2 separate regions of the Danio rerio genome follow, and region 2 is linked to region 1. The links are chromatin contacts, called in public Hi-C maps. All regions are on one chromosome and are shown on one strand. The core of a region is the stretch at or near the end of the contact, and the rest is flanking DNA. Distances in the headings are between cores, read along the strand shown.

Region 1 (7,821 bases), core at 3,076-5,575:
TTATCTGCAAATAAATCATACTTTCTTGTTAATTCTAAGTGGTTGGGTTTTGGGTTATTTTTTGGGGAGAGAGAGCACGAGGGCACCAGGGATTACATTTTTAATCCCTGTTATCTTGTTATGTTTTGGTTAAACCTCTTTTTGATTAAGTATTTTCATTTAATTCATAACTATATATATATATATATATATATATATATATATATATATATATATATATATATATATATATATATATATATATATATATATAAATGCCTGCCTCCCAAGTTATTATGATTTTGATTGTAATGCAATAATGTGAACCTTTTGTAAAGCTGCATTAAAACAATTGTTGTAAAAAACGCTATAAAAATAAGCAAAATGAACTGAATCAACACTGGGCTGACTTCAGCTAAATAATGACACTATTTGCTTTATAGCAAATGTTGTATCTGTATCATATTTGATACTGTTTGTATTACTGATTTCTTTATTAGTTATGTGTAGCTCCTTTAAAAACCATCTTAAATATATAAAGCGCTCTATGATTAGGTGATGATGAATATTATGATGAAGGTGATGAGTTGAATATTAAATAATGTGTCACACACATTACTTTTGCAATTCATTTAATATGTCACATGTCTCACCAAATTGAAGAGCTAATTTCTTGGTCAAATCATGAGGGGTTTTCAAACTAAATAACCAATTTTCTAATTTAATATTATAAACACATTAAATAAGAAATGTATTAATAAATGTTAATAATAAAACAGATAAGATAATTGTAATGTAATTATTATTAATTATAATAATAGATTGTATTATATTCACAAAAATATTAATAAAAAAGTGTAAATAAATAAAAAAATTGGGCTAAACAATCTAGTAAATATAATAATGATAAATTAACAAATTTGAAAACAATTTTAAAAGTACAACAAAAAAAATAACATTTAATCAAAACAAGCAAATGAATACTTTAAAATAAAATAAGTGTATAAATGTTTAAATAAATAAATACAGAACTCTAAACTCACCACCCACAATCAGATACGTGTTGGGGAAAAGGCACTTGGCCTGCATTAAGGCCCGAGCGTGTCCCGAATGAAACATGTCAAAGATCCCATCAGCATAGACGCGTACCGGACGCTCCTCTGAAGAGGGAGAAAGTGTTCAGTTCAAACTGAGACTGAGCCTACAGTGAGAGTGAGGGTGGGTAAAATCAGTGTATACACACCTGGAGTACCACGAAGGGCATCTTCCATACTGACACGTGCATATGCTGATTCTGGAGTCACCAGCTCATCAGCGAATGGTGCAGGTTCCCTCAGGCCCTAGAAGCAGACACACACACATACACGCATACAAACACAAAAACAACCCAAACAGACACAAAAACAAACACATACACAAATAAACACACGCAAATGCACACAAACGAACACTCACACACACACACACACACACACACACACAAAGGCAAACAAACAAAAAAAGCAAATACACAAAAACACAAAGAAATATAGTCACAAATGCACCCACACACACATATAAACACACACACACACACACACAAACACACACAAACACACACACACACACACACACACACAAACAACACACACAAACACACACACAAACAAACACACACACAAACACACACACACACACACACACACACACACACACACACACACACACACACACACACACGCGCGAGTGGATGCTGTACACAGGATATTATGTGATCACAGTTAAGTGTTCAATGATTATTTCCAAACCCTCACCACAGTCCTGCAAGGCATTTTTGGGAAACTCTCTCCCTCCGCTATCTCTCCGTTCGACCTCTCTCTCTCTCTCTTCCTCTTCCTGCCGCCGCCTGAACTGTGAGCCTCCATCGCTGAACAGACATCAAAAACACTGATATTTACAGCAGGTTTTAATATATTTTACATTTAGTAAAAACATCCAGACTCAAGATTTTCCCATTAGTGTTTTCAAGCATAAATTTCTTGATCTGTTTGAAAAGAAAAAAACATTCACAAGAGGGCGAATCATTCAACTGATGCAGTCAACAGATCTCAAACAGGAATGTAGATTTGCAAGCCACATCACGAAAAAAACAAAGCCACGCTGACCCAGATCATATCAGCATGATGATGATGACGATGAAGGACAGTCTGAGATGTGGCACAGTTTCACAGAGGAGGAGGCACTAGAGCGGAAAACAATGTTTTCATTCGCCATTCTTCCCTCTAAATCGCTCCATTGTTCGCTGGGAAGATGCCCAGTGTTCAACTGAACGTTCAGCTATAAACCTCAGACATGTGACCAGACAAGTTCCTTTATTTCTGAACAATATTTTAATTAAATTCAAATCAATTCAAGTTTATTTGTATAGCGCTTTTCACAATAATTATTGTTTCAAAGTAGCTTTAGCAAACTATTTGTAAACTTGTTGTGCTTAAAATTAACGCACAATTAAACAAAATTATCTCACATTAACTATAAGACATTACAATGCCTTTTTTAGGTTTTTAAAAGTATTTTAAGATCCTACGAAAATATCTTTATTTTGATATAAACACAGCAACATATACACTAAACAATGCAGTGTGACGTAAAAATATGATATATATATATATATATATATATATATATATATATCCAAATCACATATATGACGTACAAAGTTATGTTTGGATTTCACAAATCTTAAACTATTTACTTTAAGTTTTATATTCACACATTCGTTCGGTGACAAGCACACCACTAAATAATAATTTGGTCAGAAATGGCATGTAAATATGACTTCAAAACAACATTAGCACTATTTAATTAACTGTGAACAATTTTGTACTTCGATAGTCATTGGCTGCTAATTTGATTTCCTTATTTAGACTTATTGCAAACACTACTTTTCTTAAATTATATTATTCAGAAGAAAGAACAAATGTGCGACTATAAAACTTTACCTTAATAAAACTTTCAGATTTCTTAAAGTTGCAGTTTTTTTTTTAAATACATTAACATTGTATGGTTCAAAATGGACTATTTATTTGCTGTGCAAATAAAATCATAAGACTATTAAGTAAACATCATGTTCCGTGAAGATATTTAGCAAATTTCCTACAGTAAATATACCCAAACTGAATTTTTGATTAGTAATGTCCATTGCTAAACAATTAACTGGGACAAATTTAAATGTGATGTTCTCAGTATTTAGATTTTTTCTATTTTTTTTATGACCCTCAGGGTCCAGGTTGATCAAATAACATCCTATTTTTACAAAGTACATGTCAATGAAGCATTCTTTAGCATTCAGATGTGAGCAATGAAGCTTTTTTAGCATTCAGGGAATGTATAAAGTCTAATTTTAAAAACTTAACACTTATGACTGGTTTTGTGGTCCAGGGTCACATGTACTGTGGTGAAGTTGGTATATATTTACTTCCTGACTTTATCCTTATAGCACTTTCTAAATAGGTGAATCATATCAGCTGATAATGTCTATCAAAGTACAACATTGCTCATACAGTCAATAAAATAGTGCTAATGTTGTTTTCAAGTCATACTAGCATGCAATTTCAGACCGAATATTCGAAGTACCATGGTAAAAAATAAAGGCAGCATGTTACAAGTTGTCACTGAATAAATGTGCAAATATAAAACCAACTTTAGCTCATTGCACAATTGCAATATATACTTCAAAATACTGAAAACATAGGCAAATAAATGCGATTTTATTAGTATTTTGATTATTATTATTTATTTTTATAACCCTCCGATTCCAGGTTGACCAAATAACACCCTATTGTAACAAAGTATATGTCAATCAAGTGCTTTTTTGAGCTTCTTTCAGGAGCTTTCAATTGAAATAAATATTTTAAAATACTGAAAACATTGCCGTTTAAAACTTTCATAATTACAAATATGTTTAAATGTATTAGCCACAATTATATAAATGTTCGTTGGTATGTTTTAATATATCAGATTTCCGTATGGTAGCAAACTAACAGAACTATGTTAAAACAGCTGAAGAGAAGTTTTAGTATCAATGCAAGGCCTTCATTCCCTCTAAATGAAGGAGACTAAACACACATGAACTAACATTAGGAAATAACGTTAAAGTCTTTCAAATGAAGCAGGGCGTTTTGATTTTAAACTACTAACCTTGCTTCTGGTTTCCTCCTTAAACACGTCTTTCCTCCACAGTATCATAGGGTGAAGACAGCACTTCTGAACTACACTATGAACACATTTTATTTACGTTTTAAAGACTTTACGGTGATGATCCTCCATATGATGACAGCTCTCCCTCCTCACAACTCCATCATCATCAACGCTCACTAACAACACGCACACTTCCGCTCGTGTGTCCCATTTCCGCTTTGAAATCCTGCCATCTAGCGTCCACTTTACACCAAATAGCGCTGCTGGTCTCCGGTCAGTTTCAAATTGCTGGATTACTCCAGAAATGCATAAACAAATCTAATAATTTAATATCAAATTCAACGAGCTAATAAAATTAACTATGAGCTAAATGCGCCGCAGCAAATGCTTGTAAATATCTATGGACTATGTGCACAGCTGTTTTTCAGCCAATGATGAACTTCCGGTGAAAACTTTATGTGACTTAAGGTTCATATACGAAGGTTTCTTTTACAGCATCGACGTTGTAATGTAATTCAGATATATTCAGTTATACTTAAGTGTCCATTTGGTTGTTAAAGAGTAAAAATAGACAAACAATGGCTTAACAGGCGGCGTCATTGGCCACTGGCTAGCGCCGTAATAAAACACTGGGGTAAAATTTATTTCCATATTTTAAAGACATGGCATGGAAAAGTATAATGTAATGCAGTGCTTATTGTTTGGTCTGATACTCACTTTATCGTATCTCGGCCAGGCTGTGAAGATCGCTGTTTTTTTTTTTCTGATCTTAAATGCGGTTATTTTGTAAAGGATGAATATTAGCTGGAATTAGCTGGAAGCCCTAAGGCTGGCAGACTAAAATTAAAAGTCCCTGTACTTATACCCCACTGATTTTTTTTGTGTGTATGCATACAATGCACTTTTATTTCCCCTTATAAACTATAGTTGCATTTATAAAATATTTAAGCACATTTCAATAAAAAAATCCATCCATTTATAATGTAACAGTTAAAATGAGTAATATAAACAAATAAAAATTGTTAAAAATATTTAAGGAAATTTTACTTCACAGCTTAAGAAGAGCCATACAAAATCTAATTAATTTTATACAATTATCTTCTAATTTCTTTCAATTTCCGTTTACTTTGTCATTTTTTTCTAGCTTGATTCGCTCATTCATCTTATAATGTAACAGTAAAGTCATATAAATAAGTAATAATAAATCAGTTTTAAGTTGTTGTTGTTATTAAAGGTTTTGTGCTGCACAACAGTAATTTATTTCTTACAAAATGTCTTCAAGATATCCTAGGCTAAAAACTTTTATTTTGTCGCTGTAAAATTTTGTGACATGACGATTGTTGCATAAAATCAATTGATTATTTCTGTTTTCTAATTTTGGCGAGAGTTAAAAGTAGCTATAATATGTAGCTGGCAATATTTTTCCTGAAATATACGGTCAAACTGTAGTCTATTAAGTAAACAGCTAATCCAGTTACAAAGACGTAGGCTAATATGTCTTCCATTAGGTCATTAGCCTAACACAACATTGGGTTTCTGTATATTGCAGATCTTCATATTTTACTTGAACAAGACATAATACAATATTTTTGCCATATATACTTTATCAGTCAATATAACTTCATTATGTACTTTAATATTGAAGCATGACAAATATTTTTAACTGATGTAGGATACCTAAAGTCACCTAAGGTGCTTTAAGTGCATCTGCCATGTTTCTTTACCAAACCATATACAAATGAAGGCAAAATGTAATATTTTTTCCTCTTCAAATATTTTCTAAGTAATATTTAACAGAGCAAGGTTATTTTCACAGTATTTACTATTGTTTTATGCTACTTTAACAAAGTATTTTAAAAAGCTTCTTTTGATTCGGCTTAAAATGTTTAAGTACAATAATATTATCTCCTTTAATCATTTTCCCCCAAATGGCTAAAGAACAAACCAATGTTGTCCAATGACTTTCCTAATTAACCCAACTTGAACCCAATTAACCTAGTTAAACCTTTAAATTGCACTTTAAATCTACACAAACAGACTCCTGGCAAGACCTTAATATCAGTTTGACTGAGGACTGGAATGTGTTTATAGGCCATTTTGAGGGATGTAAACAAAAACAATGGTCCCATTGTATTTGCTGTTTAACATTTTAATTTCTCTAGCTTCCGAGAATCCAAAAAGAGCCACATACCAATAAATAATGATATGATAGTTGCTTTAACATGAAGTTATGATTGAATTGCCTCTTGTTACAGTTATGAAATGGTTTATAACAAGTAGGAAATGTTCAAGGGCCAACAAGATGACCACATTGAAATGGTCTATATATAGGGTCTATAGATCCTCAATTTGTGCTAGACAGCCTTATTCAATTTAAACTGGAACATACTGTAGACTTCATCTTTCCAAGGCCAAGGTGGCAAGGATGTATTCCTTTGTTGACCCTATCTGTACAAGATGCAAGCAGTCTTGCAAGCATGCACAGTATTTTACTTGCACAAGATGCAATAATTTTGGTCAAACATTTTTTTTGATCTTGCTCCAGAATATTTTGCAAAGATGTTTGTGCAAATTCCTTAACTGCTGTCTTTGGTATTGTTTATGAAAATAACAATTTGTCAATAAGTGAACTGTACTGCATTGCCTTTACTTCATTTTAATTAATTGGAAACAATCATTTCCCTCTTCTTTTAAACAGTGGGCCAATCATTTGTTGCAATTCTTTGGTTTAGAAAAAAATAAGACAATTTAAATAGTCCTGGGTCCAAGTTTATTACCATATGGCGTCCTTTTATAATGGCTTCCAAAGCCAAATGTAATTATAAGTGGACAAAATGATGCTGTCAGGTTTTGCTTGTACTGTACTGATGTTGTCTTCATTGTTTAGTCTTTGTTTATATGTACACAATGTTAAAGCAATATATTTATATGTCTGCTGTGTTGTTAGTTATGTTGATTAGTTAATGCATGTTTTTTGACTATTTAAATAAATTAAAAGGGGTAAAATTGCACTTTAAACTCTGAATACTAGTATCTTGCATAATAACTACGAAATAGTACTGCCATCATGGCAAAGACAAAAGAGTTTACTTAAAACAAATCTGTATTGGAAATTAAACTTCTCCCCTTAAAGCATCACTTAAATCTATCACATCTCTCAAAAGTTTGGAAAAGGATCAAAATTCCACGTAAGAGGTGATAGTTTTGCCTTCGACTGTATGTAAACAAATGCAGGAGTACATTTACAGCTAACACAAGGTCACGAACTGTGGAACAAATGAAAATCGAGACGTTTGACATATCACAAGCTGTATTTATCAAGGAGTTAACTGTACAGAGTCAGTCAGGATCTGAATTATACAGCATTCATTCATTCATTCACTGTTTCCATGTGTATTAGTGTCACCCTTGTACAGTGGCTGTGAGTGAGAATGGGAGTGGTTTTCTTCATGCACAGCAGTACCATTACAGGGACAATGTCATTCATGCAACCTGAATTGCCCATGTTTCCTTTCTATTTCTTTCCTTTGAGCTTTGGAGAGATAACCCCATCGTTATTAATAATGTTATTTAAAACTGATATTAAAACCCATAAACTGGTCTTATTTCACAGCAGAAAAAGAGCGTTTTGTTTGGTCTGTACAGAAGCAATTACAATTTGTA
Region 2 (7,821 bases), core at 2,593-5,092, 130 kb after region 1:
AAACACCAGGCCTTCCTAAAACATATACAGCCGCTGCTGACATTTAAAGCAATCACCCATCACCAGCACAGACACACGGCCCAGAAATGACTGCAGTGTGTGGCCAGAACAGGCCGGTCTCTGCATTCCCCGTACAGGAATCATTACAACAATGTGTGTGAATCACTGTAGTCTATTGCACGCATGCGGTTTTCGCTGCCTGCTCACCTGCACACCCGCTCCGAAAGACGAACGATTGTGCCTCCGATCAATGCGGGGAAAGATGCTCCTCATGCGGTGTATGGATAATCCCGGACGGATTCGGCGCGGTCTCGTTTCTCGGGCATCCTCCGGTCAGGTACGCGGCGCGCGGATGCGAGGAGGAGGAGAAGAAGAAGAGGAGGAGGAGGAGAAAAGGAGGATGATTCGTGGCGCAAAGCGACGCTCGGTACACTCGATGACACCGGTCGGTACGCGGTTTGTCCACGGGTGCGTTCACGCGCGTCACATTAAAAACGTGTCCGAGGCCAGATCTGCTTGCGCGGTCAGATCGCCGGTGTGCTCGGATGTCCCGTGCACCGGATACTCTCTCTCTCTCTCTCTCTCTCTCTGTGTGTGTGTGTGTGTGTGTGTGTGTGTGTGTGTGTGTCTCAGCGCTCTCAATAACGCGGAGGATACAACAGCAGTGATGGGGAAGCCACACACACACACACGCACACTCACGCACACACACGCACTCTATAACACATGCTTGTGCGGACCAACATCAATATTTTCAATTGTCATTAAACCAACCTGAATTCAATTACACTAAAAATATCTGTAAATTAGCAGTTTTTCGTGTTTTGTGATGTTTTTGTTTTTATTTTTTATTTTCCCCTTTTATTTCTGCTTTTGAATTGCATCAGGACACCTTGATCTTTTTATCCAACTTCTTTTACCCTAAAAGGTTCGGAAGAAATGACTTTTATTGTCATGTTTAATAGTTTAAAGTGATATATTTGTCTGGGTTGGTGTTGTATATTAGAGTACAAAACCTTGTAATAAACTGCAGTACATTTTCTGTTGATTTACAGACTGATATATTATTATATTATATTATTATTATATATTATTATAATATAAATTATAAAAGTCTATATAGTATTTCTTATAGGCAACATTATATTATTTCAAACTACTAAAATATCAATAAAAGACCCTTTATTTAAAAATTAATAATTGGCGGATATTTTAATAATGTAGATACAAACCCATTAAAAAATTGTTTATTCTACACACTTCAATAATTAGCAGGTAGATTTTGACCTGAAAAATCACTCACATGAAAAATATAATAATAATTCGAACCATACTATGGTAAAGTACTTGAATTAATCTGCTGTGGTAATTGCTATGAAAACACAACTATAGTAATATAAGCAAGTTAATAAATAGTGTAGTTTTATACAACTATAGAGTATATTTTCTGACAATATACCACAGTTTACTTTAGTAAAACTCTAAAATACACTACAGTATTAATTACAGTTTATTAGTTTACTCTATGGTTAATGCTACAGTATGCTGTCACATTCATTATCAAAGTATTATAGTTTATATAATATATACAGTATTTTAAACTTTACTATAGTACAGTTCAAAAGCTCTATAGTATTTACTATAAATCCCTAGTATTTTTTGTTGTTTGGGTTGTGTAAAATAAAACATTACAGAAGATTCTAATGATTTTCACTACATATACCATTAGCCTAAAAACACTACAAAATGTTAACTATTAAAACCAGTAGTTTTTAAAAATGTTTTGGGACATATTTTATTAGAAATTATTGTTTTTCTCAACATCCCACATGAAAAAAATAGCATAGTAATTCATTGGGGAATTACCAGCCTACGTCATACATGACGTCACACAGGTTAAAACGTGCATACCTGTTGCAAAAAAAGACCAGTTGCAATAGCAAACATGTCGTTTTGTGCGGTAGGATGCCAAAATCGAAAGTCCAAAAATTGAAAACTTAAATTTTACCGTACACCACACTGCTTTTAATGCCAACCGTAGACGTCTTTGGCTAACAGCCATCAGAAGAGCTGAATGGAGTGAAGACCTAATTAAAAATGCTCTGCAGTTCTCAGTTCTTATTAGGTAAGTTCTTGCTGTGCTGAATTATACACATTGCTCGTTTTTGATTGCAGCAATGATTTCAGCAAAAACAGTTACATTTGGTTAATTAAACTGCGCACACTGAATGCTCTGAACGAAATGTAAAAATGTAAGTTCACATACGCCGCCATACCACCAGTTCGCTGTCAGAATGGAGTAGTTTTGCTTGTTGATGATTACCCAGGCCTTGTACAGCTCCGTCTTCTTTCCTTGTCTTTGGTTAGGCAGAACCTCGGTTTTTAGCACTACATAGTTTTGAATCTGGTAATCATGGAACATTATTTCTTGCACATCACCACACAGAACAATAATATAGGCATCCAAAAACTTGTAGGCTTTTAACTTCTCTCTTGTCAAAACACCTGTAGTTTCAATGAGTTTCAATGAGATAGTTGTATATTTGGGGCTGGATGCTTGGCCATTTCATATCCAGTATCCATTGGGAGGGTGCTAACGCAATTGGACCTGTCAGACGAACGCCGCTCACTTTAATGTTAATTTTGCCAAATCACTGTGCTTATATCACTGAGTGACAAGCTGTTATAACACACTGAAAGCATTATGTCAATAATATATATAATATGTAATCAATATAACTTAATTCTAATGCAACAACAAACTCTGTACCACAGCGGATGTCATTCCTTTGCTGTAAATGCTAGTGCTCCCGGGTTTTTTTCTGCAACCTCGCTGCGTGCGTATCCTGAATGTTTTTAAACTGGTAATTTGTCTGTAGTAAACAACAGAGTTTTTGAGCCATATACTGTTGTAAAGTGTATTATACTATATCTATAGTCATTCATTCATTCATTTTCCTTCGGATTAGTCCCTTTATTCATCAGGGGTCTCCACAGTGGAATGAAATGCCAACTAATCCAGCATGTTTTACACAGCGGATGCCCTTCCAGCCACAACCCAGTCCTGGGAAACATCCATACACACTCATTCACACACACACACACACACACACACACACACTCACACTATGGCCAATTTAGCTTATTCAATGCATATATGTATATAGGATATGATTGAATGATAGTTATAACAATAAAATAATTTTAAAAATGTAAAGGAGATCAGTCCATACTACAACTATAATGATAACATGATAATTCGTTTCTCCAGCTGATGAACATTAGTACAAACACTGCCAAACAATCAGAATCAATCCTGCTTTAATACGTTTGGGGGGGTGGGGGGAGTGGGGGGGGGGAATGGAGCAGCAATTATTATTGTATTATAGTTATTTGTTATTGCTCCTGGGTGTCACTCACTGCAGTAAGACCTGGATTTAGCCTTAACTACACCAGTTTTAAAACTTACTGTTACATGCAATGCACTTTATTTTGTTTTTCACCTACGTTTTTATTGGAGTAAACAGTATATTTAAAGCACAAAGTTTCCAGTACATTGGCACATTATGCATTTGTACATTTTATCCATTCTAGCAAGCAATTTATGAGTCGTTTTACCTTTAAAATAATTTTAGGAGGAGCTCTGCAGTTATAGGCGTGTTACGTTCTGCACAGACAAGCTCCGCCCTTGATCTGTTCGTTCTGGGCTATGATTGGTCAGAGCTGGTTATCCGCAATCAGTGATTGGACAGTTGAGAAGTCAATCATGTAGTTGTAGAAACAACAGCAAACAGAGAAAATAAATTAGCATGCGACAAAAACGCCCACTTTAGTTTTCCTGAAAGAGGCGTTTCTTAAATGACAGCACTGACATAACGAACAAGATCAGCTGGATACATAACTTGAGCCTAAGCGTTGGGTCTTGTTGCAAATCTCCGTTTCAACGTAGAACTGACCGAGAGCTTTTCTAGTGGTCGATATGTCCGATGCTGTAAGAAATGTGGCGATATTTGGCTGCACGGGAATGACGGGGTTAGCGACCTTACCTATCGCAGTGGCCTCAGGTAAACTCTTACACAATGTCTTAGGGGAATGAGATGTTTTTTAACGTGTTCTTACTGCAACTTCATGCACTGTTTCGCTTTGATAGACGAGAATTGAATGTTTTAAATTCATTGAAATCGGTTTTGTATTTGCACATTCGTTCATTGACAACACACATATTCCTATATTGTTTATCAAACTAACGTTACTTAAATATTCGGAATGAAATCGCATGTAAATATGACTTACAGATAACATTGGCACTATTTAGTTGACTGTAAACAATGTTGTAACGTTACTTTGAAAGTCATTGGCTTCAATATGATTTTTGACTGCTTGTAGCTTAGTCTAATAATACTAAAGTAACTTACAGTATATATATATATATATATATATATATATATATATATATATATATATATATAATAGACGATGCTAATATGATTTGCCTGTTTAGAATGAGCAAATACTTTTCTGAAATAAGGTTATATTATTAAGGAGAAAAACCGAATGTGAATCAAGTTTAATGTGTAAATTACCTCAATTAAAAAAAATAATTAATCCAGATTTAACATAGTCTTAATCAATTTCTCAATAATACTAAAGAATCTTACAGTATAAACTGGCGTGTTTTGAACTATAGTGAAGTGTTTCATGGTTCTCAAACTGTGGTACGTGTACCACTAGTGGTACGGAGGAATCAAAAATGTCATACTGTATGTACATACATATATTTAAAAATGATTATGTATGATGAAATGTAGCCTATATTTCCAGGTGTTGATACTTTACATTTAAGTACAGGAGTTTTTTTTAAACTTTAAGAACAGTAACCTGTCATTATTAACTTTTAAAAGCACATTTTAATTTTAATGTTGACATTTTTTTTTTACGTATAAGCACAGTACAGGGTTAATGTTCAAACAATTTGTAATGTTTAAAGTGGCTGACAATAATACTCTCGATAATAAATATTAATTGCCTCATTTTTAAACTGTACAGAACTGTAGCTGTTACACTGGGCCCACTATGCTACAGTATTTCAATACTGCTTATTATGGTGGAACTTGGAGAAAATCTTTAAGGAACCACTGCTGTATAGTATCTACAAGCCTTTGGTAATGAATGTTGCATACAGTACTACTGTAGTATATTGAGATAAAGTTTTATATTCACACATTCAGACTTTTTCTTAATAACATAATTTCACAAAAATATTCTTGTCTGAGGTAAACTCTTACACAATATCTTTATGGACTGAGTTTTTTTTTTTTTTCTTAAACTGTTAATGCAATGTGACGAGAATCAAATCTTTCAAGTTTATTGAAGTTTTATTTGCACATTTGTTTATTGACAACATGTGACACGGTCCCTATATTGTTTATCAATCTACTTTTAATATTCAGTCTGAAATCGCATATAAATATGACTTTAAAAGAACGTTTGCACTATTTATTTGACTTTTAATGATCTTGTACTTTGATAGTTATAAGGTGCTAACATGATTTTCCTATTTAGAGTTTGCAAAGAATACTTTTAATTAGGCTATATTATTAAGGAGAAAGACCGAATGTGAATCAACCTTACCTCAATTTCAAAATCAATCAGTCTTAATCAGCAGCTTAATAATACTAAAGTAACTTGCAGTATATACTAGCGTGTTTTGAACCACGCTATAGTGAAGTGCAGGGGCAGGTTTAGTTTGCCCTTAGCAAGGCCCAACAGTCCTAAAATGCACCCTTTCTACTTTTATTTCATATACATTTATTTAGCTGTTGTTTTATATCACTCAAACTTATTTTCTAAGTTTAATCTTAATGCAGTCTCTACATTTTAAATGATTAATTTTCTTAAAATGAAATTATAACGTTGAATTTAATCAATTTGACTTCTGGACTGCTTTATGAGTGGGGTTGGTGGACAAATTTGTGCATTTTATTTTATTATTACATAACATTACATTATTATAATAATATTATGTTTAATTTTATATTAAATAATGTTTAATTACGTTATGTAATTTCATTTGTTTGACTCTCACCGTACAAAATATGATAAAAAAACAATGTTATATAGGTATAATTTATACCATTAGATATTTATTAGTGGTCATAAGCGGCCACTTGCCTTGCTTATTGGTTAAATTCACCCTTGGTGAAATGTATCATACTGTATTTATAACTCTTTGTTGATGAATGTAGCATACTACTGTAGTGTTAAACTATATTAAACTAATAAACTATAATAAATATCATTGTATACCTTAGTTTTACTACAGTAAACCTTGGTGTATAATGTTTTAAACTCTTTAAATGTGTTAATGTGCTTACCACAGCATCTATAGAATTAACTCAACAGCTTAATTCAAGTAGTATCATGGTTCAAAACATATATAATTCCTATAAATTACTGTAGTATTTGTTTCATATGGGAGCAGATGCTAAATTTGCACTTTCTTGTTTGTGATTTATGTTTAAAATATGTTGTTCCTGTCTTGTGCGGATCACAAGACGTTTGAGAAACATCTTAGTCATGTTGTGACGATAATCTGCTGAGTCATTAGAGCGTGCTTTCTGAAGATAAGCATACACATTCTTGCCTGTTCTTAATCTATAACCTGCAGAGCTCTTGTTTGGTTTGCAGTTGAATGATTGTCTATTTGTTTTTGTTAAGTAACTGTAACTGTATTGCCTATATGAAAATGAAATGTGAACGTATAAGAAGCTAACACGAATATGCTACCTGTTTTTAACTTTGTGTTTTTCTGCCCCAGGTTACAATGTGACGGTGCTGGTGAGAGACCCTGCAAGGCTTCCTCCAGATCATAAGGCCTCCAGAGTGGTTGTGGGAGACGTTCTGAACAAAAACGATGTAAAGAAGACCCTGGAGGGTCAGGATGCAGTCATCATCATTCTAGGGACAAGGAATGATCTCAGTGAGTTCACTTTTAGAGGCTATATGATGCTACTTTAATAGGTCAGTATCGCCAACCTGATTTCACCAAGTAGAACATGATGATGATGATGATAATGAAGATTATTATTAATAATAATAATAATAATACTAAATAGGACATGTTCCTGGATTAGCATCTATGTTGATCCTGTAACAGCATTCCAATCAGCCAATCAGAATAAAGGGATACGTTTAGAGTTAATGTTAAGTTTAGGCTTATGGTTAGGTTTATGCACTTCTTCATGAGTGTTATCCAACTATTATTCCCCTCTTATGTTGGTAATAATTCACAGTCATGTTTGGGTTTAGGGGTAGGTCATGGGTATGGATTACATTTTCCAACAAAAATGATGTTCCAGGATCAACATAGATGTTAATGCAGGATCTCATTCGCATCATAATTGTGCTTTCAGTAATTAGTAAGGATGCACCCATGTATCAGCCAATATATTTTTTGAGCTATTGGCATAGTAATATGTGTAATTTGAAAAAAATCCAATCTCTTTCTCAGAACAAAATCATTAAATACTTGCAAAAAACTAAATATAATCTGTACAAAATGTCAGATGTGTGTGTGGTAAGGCAACGGTGTGCCTCATGCTCAAGTGCTGGCACAAAACCTTTGGTTAGCTTGGCTTAAAATGTCATGAACAACAAAAGACACCAACTGCTTTTTAGTTAGTATTTTTCTGGAGCAGCACAATTTATAATTAACATAAAGCAACAGCACTGACTTCATTTGTTAAGTTAATTTACTGTAGATAGATAGATAGATAGATAGATAGATAGATAGATAGATAGATAGATAGATAGATAGATAGA

What was found. A called contact is a pair of places that touch in the nucleus more often than the background predicts.
Region 2: a contact with region 1 is called in a Hi-C map of hematopoietic stem cells, with 3 times the contacts expected there. The contact joins the promoter of blvrb here to the promoter of pcyt1ab in region 1. A contact is called at or near these places in 4 of 18 Hi-C or Micro-C datasets (caudal fin, embryo, hematopoietic stem cells and 1 more) and 2 of 4 datasets of contacts at active chromatin or transcription factors (caudal fin and embryo).

What each region holds. Positions count from the first base shown.
Region 1 is chr18:49,017,293-49,025,113 of GRCz12tu, forward strand. pcyt1ab (phosphate cytidylyltransferase 1A, choline b) reads right to left here and starts at 4,326. Exons shown (of 9, transcript NM_001020735.1): 1 at 4,159-4,326; 2 at 1,773-1,885; 3 at 1,223-1,319; 4 at 1,023-1,139. The coding sequence starts at 1,883. It overlaps sptbn4b (spectrin, beta, non-erythrocytic 4b), which reads right to left. Exons shown (of 37, transcript XM_073929625.1): 37 at 7,451-7,821.
Region 2 is chr18:49,149,218-49,157,038 of GRCz12tu, forward strand. It overlaps blvrb (biliverdin reductase B), which reads left to right and starts at 3,843. Exons shown (of 5, transcript NM_001002686.2): 1 at 3,843-4,064; 2 at 6,818-6,979. The coding sequence starts at 3,980. sptbn4b (spectrin, beta, non-erythrocytic 4b) reads right to left here and starts at 569. Exons shown (of 37, transcript XM_073929625.1): 1 at 208-569.